Linked DNA regions of Bombyx mori: region 1 is linked to region 2. Evidence: chromatin contacts called from public Hi-C data. All regions are on one chromosome and are shown on one strand. The core of a region is the stretch at or near the end of the contact, and the rest is flanking DNA. Distances in the headings are between cores, read along the strand shown.

The links. A called contact is a pair of places that touch in the nucleus more often than the background predicts.
Region 1: a Hi-C map of middle silk gland shows a contact between it and region 2, with 2.1 times the contacts expected there. The contact joins the promoter of LOC101736873 here to the enhancer-like site in region 2. A contact is called at or near these places in 3 of 7 Hi-C or Micro-C datasets (middle silk gland, posterior silk gland and whole pupa).

Annotation. Positions count from the first base shown.
Region 1 is chr19:10,148,887-10,152,889 of ASM3026992v2, forward strand. It overlaps LOC101736873 (ceramide transfer protein), which reads right to left and starts at 2,662. Exons shown (of 12, transcript XM_004922353.5): 1 at 2,288-2,662; 2 at 1,991-2,107; 3 at 725-824; 4 at 1-163. The coding sequence starts at 2,506.
Region 2 is chr19:10,113,407-10,117,514 of ASM3026992v2, forward strand. LOC101736873 (ceramide transfer protein) reads right to left here. Exons shown (of 12, transcript XM_004922353.5): 7 at 1,901-2,080; 8 at 461-567. Among protein-coding and RNA genes, the nearest start is that of LOC101736873, 36 kb to the right of the region's middle. Within about 2 kb of position 2,000, at least 6 of the 8 cell types and tissues checked have open chromatin away from gene starts, as enhancers often do.

The DNA.
Region 1 (4,003 bases), core at 1,412-3,911, 36 kb after region 2:
GCTAATTTAACAGCATCTATCGCATCATTAGCATCATCAATTTTTGGGTAAGAATCGATACACATATCAAAGTATTGTTGCAGTTGTATTGCTTGCTTTGACAGAAGCTCATTGTACGTTTCCAGCTCAGTGATTTTCTCTGTGAGGCGACGTGTAGAGTGACCTGCAATGAAGTTATCCAATAAATATTACAGTTATGTTTTTGAAAACAAAAAGTAAGCCGATGTTAAATCAATTAACGAACATTGATTTAGTTCTGTTTATCAAAATAGTTATTCTGTACTGGACATTTAATGATAACATTCACTATGTGGATTTTGCAAAAAAAGATTATTGAGGAATGAAAAAGTTTTTTTTATTTTATCTAAAATACCATATATTTAGAGCCACAAAAAATGCTTATCGACGCTTGAAAGGCAAACGTGACTAAGCGAACAATAACTGCTTTGTACATAAATGATAGCCAATAACCATATTCTATGCGCAAAAAAAATATATTAATAAAAAAATATATTTCTAGGTCTATCTATTAAATCATTTAAATCCTACAGCTATATTAATTAAAATATAATTTTTTTCAGGTATTTCAAGTTTAAATTAGTCTACTTGTAAAGTTCCCGCATTGTCGCTTAGTCACATTTGCCTTTCAAGCGTCGATATATAAACAAACACTTTCTCTTTACTATGAAATAAAAAAAATGAGAATAAAAATTGATGTAGCTACCGTGTGACCCTGTAGACTGTAGTGAAGTGGCAGAACCATGCCTTTGAAGACCTCCTCCATTTGAGCTACTATCTGAACTTGTACCGTACCCTGATTCAACCTGTAAATTAATTACTATTTTTATAAGGTTAAATAAGTAATGTGTCAAATCGGTGCATATTTGCAGTACCTCTGGCGTTGGAGATGTCCACGGGCGACGGTGACAGTTCACTGTCAATTGAACAGCCCGCTCATCTGCCTTCAGTGGCTAGTGAAAAATACAAATTCCAGTTTACCACTAATTTCACTTGAATATCTAATTTCATTTCCATTACTCATTATTCATTGTTAAATTATAAAATTATCATCAGATTGTTTGCCTTAAAACTTTTCTTTCTATTAATAATTTATTAGTTGCTGTAGACGGACTATGTTGGTAATTCCTGGCATTTTTAAAACTCAAAATGATGAAAATAATATCTGCTTAATCTAAATGCGGATTAAATAAATTGTAAATTATGAATTTTGTTATCAGATGATATAAATGTTGATAAAAATAATGTGCCAGGCTTGTATGGATAATAGTTTGCCAAAAGATTATTTGGAATATGAATCATTTTGTTACAAATTCACTTGTATTGAATATGTCACACTCACTTCTATACATTGACCTGATTTTTATTAAATAGACTGAAGTTCAAAATACTTTATAACTTGACTGCAGATAAATTCACAGCCCATTGAAATGGGCAGCTCGCAATTAATAGTAATTCTATGTCCCAATTTAAAAGCTAATAAATGCATAAAATGAATGATGAATGATAATTAATGATTTAATACATGCACATTACCTAATATATTTTTATCTATCATACAATTAAAATTCATATTTATTTATAATTTTCTCAATATGGATAATAAAAGACAATTGTTTTTCTTTCTTGATTAACAGCATTACGTTGGTTAGTAAATGTGATTATTTAAAAATTGTAAATATCTAGTCATAGACATCAGCAACTTCACTATGACCCTAGCACTACTGAAGTCCAGATGAGCAGCAGTAACTACTTACCATCAAGCGGGATGCATGCCTACAATGGCAATACAAAAAGTATGAATTTTACTTTATTTTAGTACCTATTTTAATGAACGACATTAACTTCATTCATCGTTATTAAAAATGTACCTATGAATTGATATATTTTCGTGTTTTTTAAATATTTAATAGACTTAAATGAACATTATAAACTAGTATCAACTGGTAAACTATAAACTAGGAAGACTTACTTTGAAAGACTCTAGAATATCAATCCATTGCTGTTTCTCCTCTGGATTAGACGCTCTTAAGTACCAAACGCAGTCGCTAACAGAAACATCGAATCTACAGTCATCAAACTCGTGAGGCTGGAAATAATAAACATAAAAGCAATCAAGGCTATCCGTAATACTTGATATTCGCACGGTTCATGCATCGACAACCGAAACTTGTTAAACATTAAATAAATCTTATAAAAAACTGGGCGCCGCAAGGACAAATTAATTTCGTTATCTGTCTAGCTTTGTTCAAACGCAATGAATACTCACCTTGACTTTAGCTTTTTTCAGACATAAGGCACCGCGGCATCCTAAATTGCTTTCGAGTTCATTCTTGTAATAAGATAAAGTAGAATCCTTAAGGACAATAAATCTATCCTGCCAGCCGTGTATATAGTTTGTCCATTTGCTTAGGTATCCGCGAAGTTCAGGAGTTCCGCCCTCTTCTAAATCAGAACTATCGCTGACTGTGATGTTTTCGTCAATCATATTGTGTTACGTGTATGGAAGTGTTAACATTAAATCAACTTTAAACAAAATGACACCAAACAATGAAAAACCAAACTTTTATCTGATATAATTCCGTTTTTACAACGATTTGTTGCTTGTTGCCGTTTTTTTTGACATTAGCTGAGGAACTGCCATAGAGTAAAATAATAAATTCTTCTCCATTTTTTATTTTTTAAATAATTCTGAATTTAAGATCTCTCATAGCACCTACATAATATTTCTTAGAATTGATAAAAATACCTTGTAATCATCAGACATTTAGGTATAAATAATAATTTGGAAATTACAAACACCTGCATTTTTTTACCTATTAAGCGTTAGATACGATTATTTATTTATTAAGTTATGAATTTAAGGATGGTAAATGTTTTCTTTCCATTCACACTCAATTAAGTACACTTTTTAGATTAGTTGTATTAAGATGTTAACCTATCACATAATATAATTCGACACGACGTCTAAGGTACCACCCCTTTCGCAGAATAAGTCTTTTTTATTTTGAACTACACTCGCGAGCAAAAGTTTGGAATCACTTATTTGAAATTGGTTCCGCGCGATCTTGTGTACTGAATATTTTTTTGATAATCATAAAAATGAGATCATTTTAAAGGTTCAACTCTTAACTTTAAACTTATAACAAATTCATTAAAATCAAGCCAGTATTTATGAAGCTATCCCGTATTAAGTGAAGGAATAACGAAAAAGAGGTGTTTCAATTGTTTGATACGTCACGAGTTGCGACCTATTGACCCCTATAAAAGCACTTGTTATCGGATTTTCTTTATCAATCGACTTTCCCACGTTGACTGGTACACATCTCCGCTACTTTTGACCCTTTACCTTGTACGACAATGGAGACAACACCTACAGAAGCAGCACAAATCGTAGCCCTATTGCAAGAAGGGCTCAGCCAGCGAGTTGTCGCTCGTCGGCTCCACATAAGCCAGTCCTGAGTTTCAAAAGTTTGCAAGCGCTTTCGGAAGACTGGTAGCTTTATCCCGAGACCAAGATCTGGACGGCGCCGGTGCACATCGGAGAGGGATGACCGTTTTATCGTGTCGACTTCTCTCCGAAATCGGCATTTACCTGGTGTTGACGTCCAATAGGAGCTCCGAGATATTTGTGGGGTAGCAGCCAGCGAGTGGACAGTTTGTCGACGACTAAAGCAAATGAATCTGACCCCAAAAAGGCCTGTCACAGGCCCGAAACTCACGACAGCTCAGCGACAAACACGCCTTCAATTTGCTCGCACTCATCTTAATTGAGAAGTTGAGCAATGGAGGCAAGTCCTGTTCTCCGACGAGAGCAGGATGTGTTTGCACGGTAGCGACCGAAGAGGTCGGGTCTACAGGCAGCCTGGGGAGTGATTTGCGCAGTGCTCTTTCACTGAAACAGTGGCTTATGGGGGCGGCTCTTGTATGATGTGGGCCGGCATTTCCTTCGACGGTAAAACCGAGCTTGTTTTCGTGCCTGGCG
Region 2 (4,108 bases), core at 750-3,249:
CCTCGCTTCGCTTCGGAAACTGTAATTTATTATTGATTTCTCCACTATTTAATTGATGTTATTATACATATCGACGCTTGAAAGGCAAACGTGACTAAGCGACAATGCGTGAACTTTACAGTAGACTAATTTAAAGTTGAAATACCTGAAAAAATTCTATTTTAACGAATCTAGCTGTAGGATTTAAATGATTTTAATAGACCTAGAAATATTATTTTTTTGCGCAGCGAATATGGTTATTGCCAATCATTTATGTACAAAGCAGTTATTGTCGCTTAGTCACGTTTGCCTTTCAAGCGTCGATATAAACCTTCCTCTTCAATCACCCTATCTCTTAAAAAAACCGCATCAAAATCCGTTGCGTAGTTTTAAAGATTTAAGCATAGATAGGGACCGATATAGGGACAGAGAAAGCGACTTTGTTTTATATACTATGTAGTGATATATTATTTCTATGTACCTTCTGTACATCCTCATGTCCCCCTCTTCAGCAAACAACTGCCACCCGATTTCACCGCCGACACCTTCGAACGCGGCCTGTATTTGTTCTGTCGATATCCTGTCAATCTGAAACAATATTATACAATTGCGTCACAAAAAACCTTTTTGCCGTGGTTGGTAAGCAGACGAGCATACGACCCAGCTAATGGTGAGTGGTTACCGTCGCTCATGGACGACGTCAGCAATGTCAAGGACACAGCCATGTCGCTGACTACCGTTTAGTACTGTCCACAAGCCTCGTTTGAACAAGGACATGTCACAATTGTCACAGCGCTGTCCAAAGCCGGATTGTACGTGTCAGAAAAGATCTATAATCTATAATTCTAAGTAGTATAGATAACCTCTACTCCGGTGGCGGGCGGTGCGATGATAATAACGTATTAAAAAGTACCAGAAAAAATCTCATAATTAGCTTTTATTTACATGATTTGGGTTAAAACAGAAAATTTAAATGCGTCGGTACATCATGTACCTATACTGCTGACCGCTTGTCTGACGAGGGAATTAGTGAGATAAGTTTTGAAAATAAATAGGTGGCTGAAATATGAAGAGCACTACATCACATCGTATCGCCCGTATCATCATCATTATCCTGCCCTTCTCCCAGTCACCTGGGGTCGACGCAACATGTTTTCTCCTTTCATACTCTTCTATCATATACAATTTCTTCGCTCACTCCTCTCTTACCCATATCGTCTTTCACACAATCCATCCATTTCTTCTTAGGTCTACCTCTTCCTCTATATCCTTCCACATTCATAGTTTACACTCTCTTACCAACCTCATTTTCATTTCGTCTCATCACATGTCCATACCATCCCAAACGCGCACTTCTCAGCTTCTCTGTCACAGGTGCCACTTTCAGACTTCCTCTAACATATTAATTTCGTATTCTATCCATTCTCGTTACTCCACACATCCATCGCAACATTCGCATCTCTGCTGCATGCAATCGCCTTTCATCCGCCACTTTTGTTTTCGCATCGTATCGCACGTATCATCAGCTATTAATCCGGTCATCGTTGTCGTCGAACTCGTCGCTTGCGACGAAGGGCTCGACGAGTAAACTAAACCCACAGACACAGCCCACTGAGTTTCTCGCCGGATCTTCTCAGTGAGTCGCGTTTCCGATCCGGTGGTAGATTCTGCGAAGCACTGCTCTTTCTAGGGTTAGTGTTAGCAACTTCGCCAGGTTTGAGTCACATGAGCTCACCTACTCGTCCGATAATGCTGATATAACCTCTCAAGACTATCATCATAGTAAGTAATAAAAAAAGCTCATTAATAACCCATCTAAAATTAAAAGTGAAGTCTAAAATTCAATAATCCACTAATATTCCATCTAAAATTAATAGTAATCTAAAATTAAATAGTGCCAAGAATGAGTACGTAGACATACCTCCGGCCACAGGGGATGTACGGTGAGACGGTTATCGATGGCCGGCGGTGGCAATTCAATCTGGTCGCGGGTGTGTACGGTCGGCACCACCCTTGTGCACCGCTCCTCCTCCATTTTGTCGAAGCCTGTCTCGATCGCATCGTGGAACTCGTCGTCGGGGAGGGTGGAGTGTGGACCCTCCTGTAACCAAAAGAATTTTTTTTTTCATCAGACTAAACAATATAGTTTTAAAACGAAAATTGAGGCGGAAAACAAAATTGCATTAGGTATTTTATTAACACGTATAAAAAGACATTTTAATTATTCAATTTTGTCACTCAAATGCTATAATGGGTCACGACCCAAATTTATAGTTTCAAGAAAACATTATTTTACATTACATAAATACAGACTTTTGTTCAATTTAACTACATATTTTGTTCTTTTCTTTTTCAAGCCAAACTAATTTGGCTTTTCTTTCGTTCTTGATCTCCGAGTTCAACAGGCTTATATCATATTTTATGTTTTTTCATTACTTCGTTATTAGATGTAAGTTTTGTGTGTTAATTTCACATATTTCGCAAGCTTATGCTATCAAACACGGTCTAATATAGTCATGCCACGCAAAGACCATCGCGGAACAATATAGAACCCAGCTGCCAACTACCGTGCTTTGATTGGTGAATTCAAAAAAACATCTTAAAATTCCTACAATGTATACCTATAAGGACTTTTAATTCAATCGGGATAACCAGGCGCGAACACGAATGAACAAACCAAGCCGTACTATTATATATGCCCCTCCTGGCTGAGCCCTTGCTCGCCCACCTGTCCTTGTGATACTGAAAAGGCCTCTTTAGGCCACCAGTAATCACTTATTCATAAAAAAAAGAGTAAAATTATATATGTTTTTAAATGTGAATTACAGCTATGTGATGTTTAACCTTGCTTTACGTACAGAAAACAATCATCTGATTGAGTTAATTCTTAGATAATTGCCGCTGGTTGCTTTCGAGGAAGTTTCTGGCATTGTGACAAATAAAGTTTGTATCGCATATACCTAGTAATTATAGAATAGTAGTACCATTAACGTATGACAAGATTGCAGAGCTTTTTAACAAAAAAAATTTCATACATTAAAAGATGCGTCGCAAAACCATTGTTGAGGTTAACCAAGTTTTATTTACTCATTTACCAAGATATTTATTTATGTTAATCAAATCAATCAAACATGTTTTTTGTTAGAACATTCTCTTGTGTGTCAATTTCATTTATCAATGTCAGTGTCAAATGTAATCCGTAGTACATTAAAGTTTTCTTTCCTTTAGTCCCGGCTACGAGGTACTGCTACCGCTTAATATTTCTTATTTTGGTTCTTACGACTAACCAAAGCAGTTACTAAATGCCTAACATCTGAAGACTCAGCCCATCAAGAAAAAGTATCCAACGAAACGAATAACTTTCAAATTTGGTATAACCAAATTAGAACGTCACAATAAAAACGTATGAAGAATTTTCACAATACGGAACCTAATATGTATGCGTTCAGCGACAATGCACGACAAAGAAAAACGCAATCGACTTAATTTATTACTCAACGACCTTAAGGCTGCGTATGTAGGTCGACTTTACATCAAAACAATTGTCAGCGGTTGTTATTCAAACAGTTGTAATGGGTAAACGATGCGCTGAGCACAAGAGCCTTTCTGTTTAATTTGTAACTACATAATAATATATAGTCGACGAAACTAAAACCTACTGTATACGTTCTTGTTAATGTGGGGAGGTTCTTTTACAAATCAAAGAAAAGATTTGGTTTTTAAATGATTTAGAATAATAATAAAAATTAAACTAATGATATATAGATTAACTTCAATTAATAACTACTTCAAAGCTATACATTAACTGTACTTTTTTTTAATTGTTTAAATGGTTGGACGTGCTCACAGCCCACCTGGTATTAAGCGGTTACTGGAGCCCAAAGACATCTACAACGTAAATGGGCCACCCAGTTCTAAGATCTCAGTATAGTTACAACGGCTGCCCCACCCTTCAAATCGAAACGCATTACTGCTTCACGGCAGAAACAGGCAGGGCGATGGTACCCACTCGTGCGGACTCACACTCAGGTCCTACACTGTTCTTAAAAGTATCAATTACATTTATAGCCTTGCGACATGTAATAGGTTACATTTAATTTTGATCACGTTTCGCTTTGATTTTATTCCA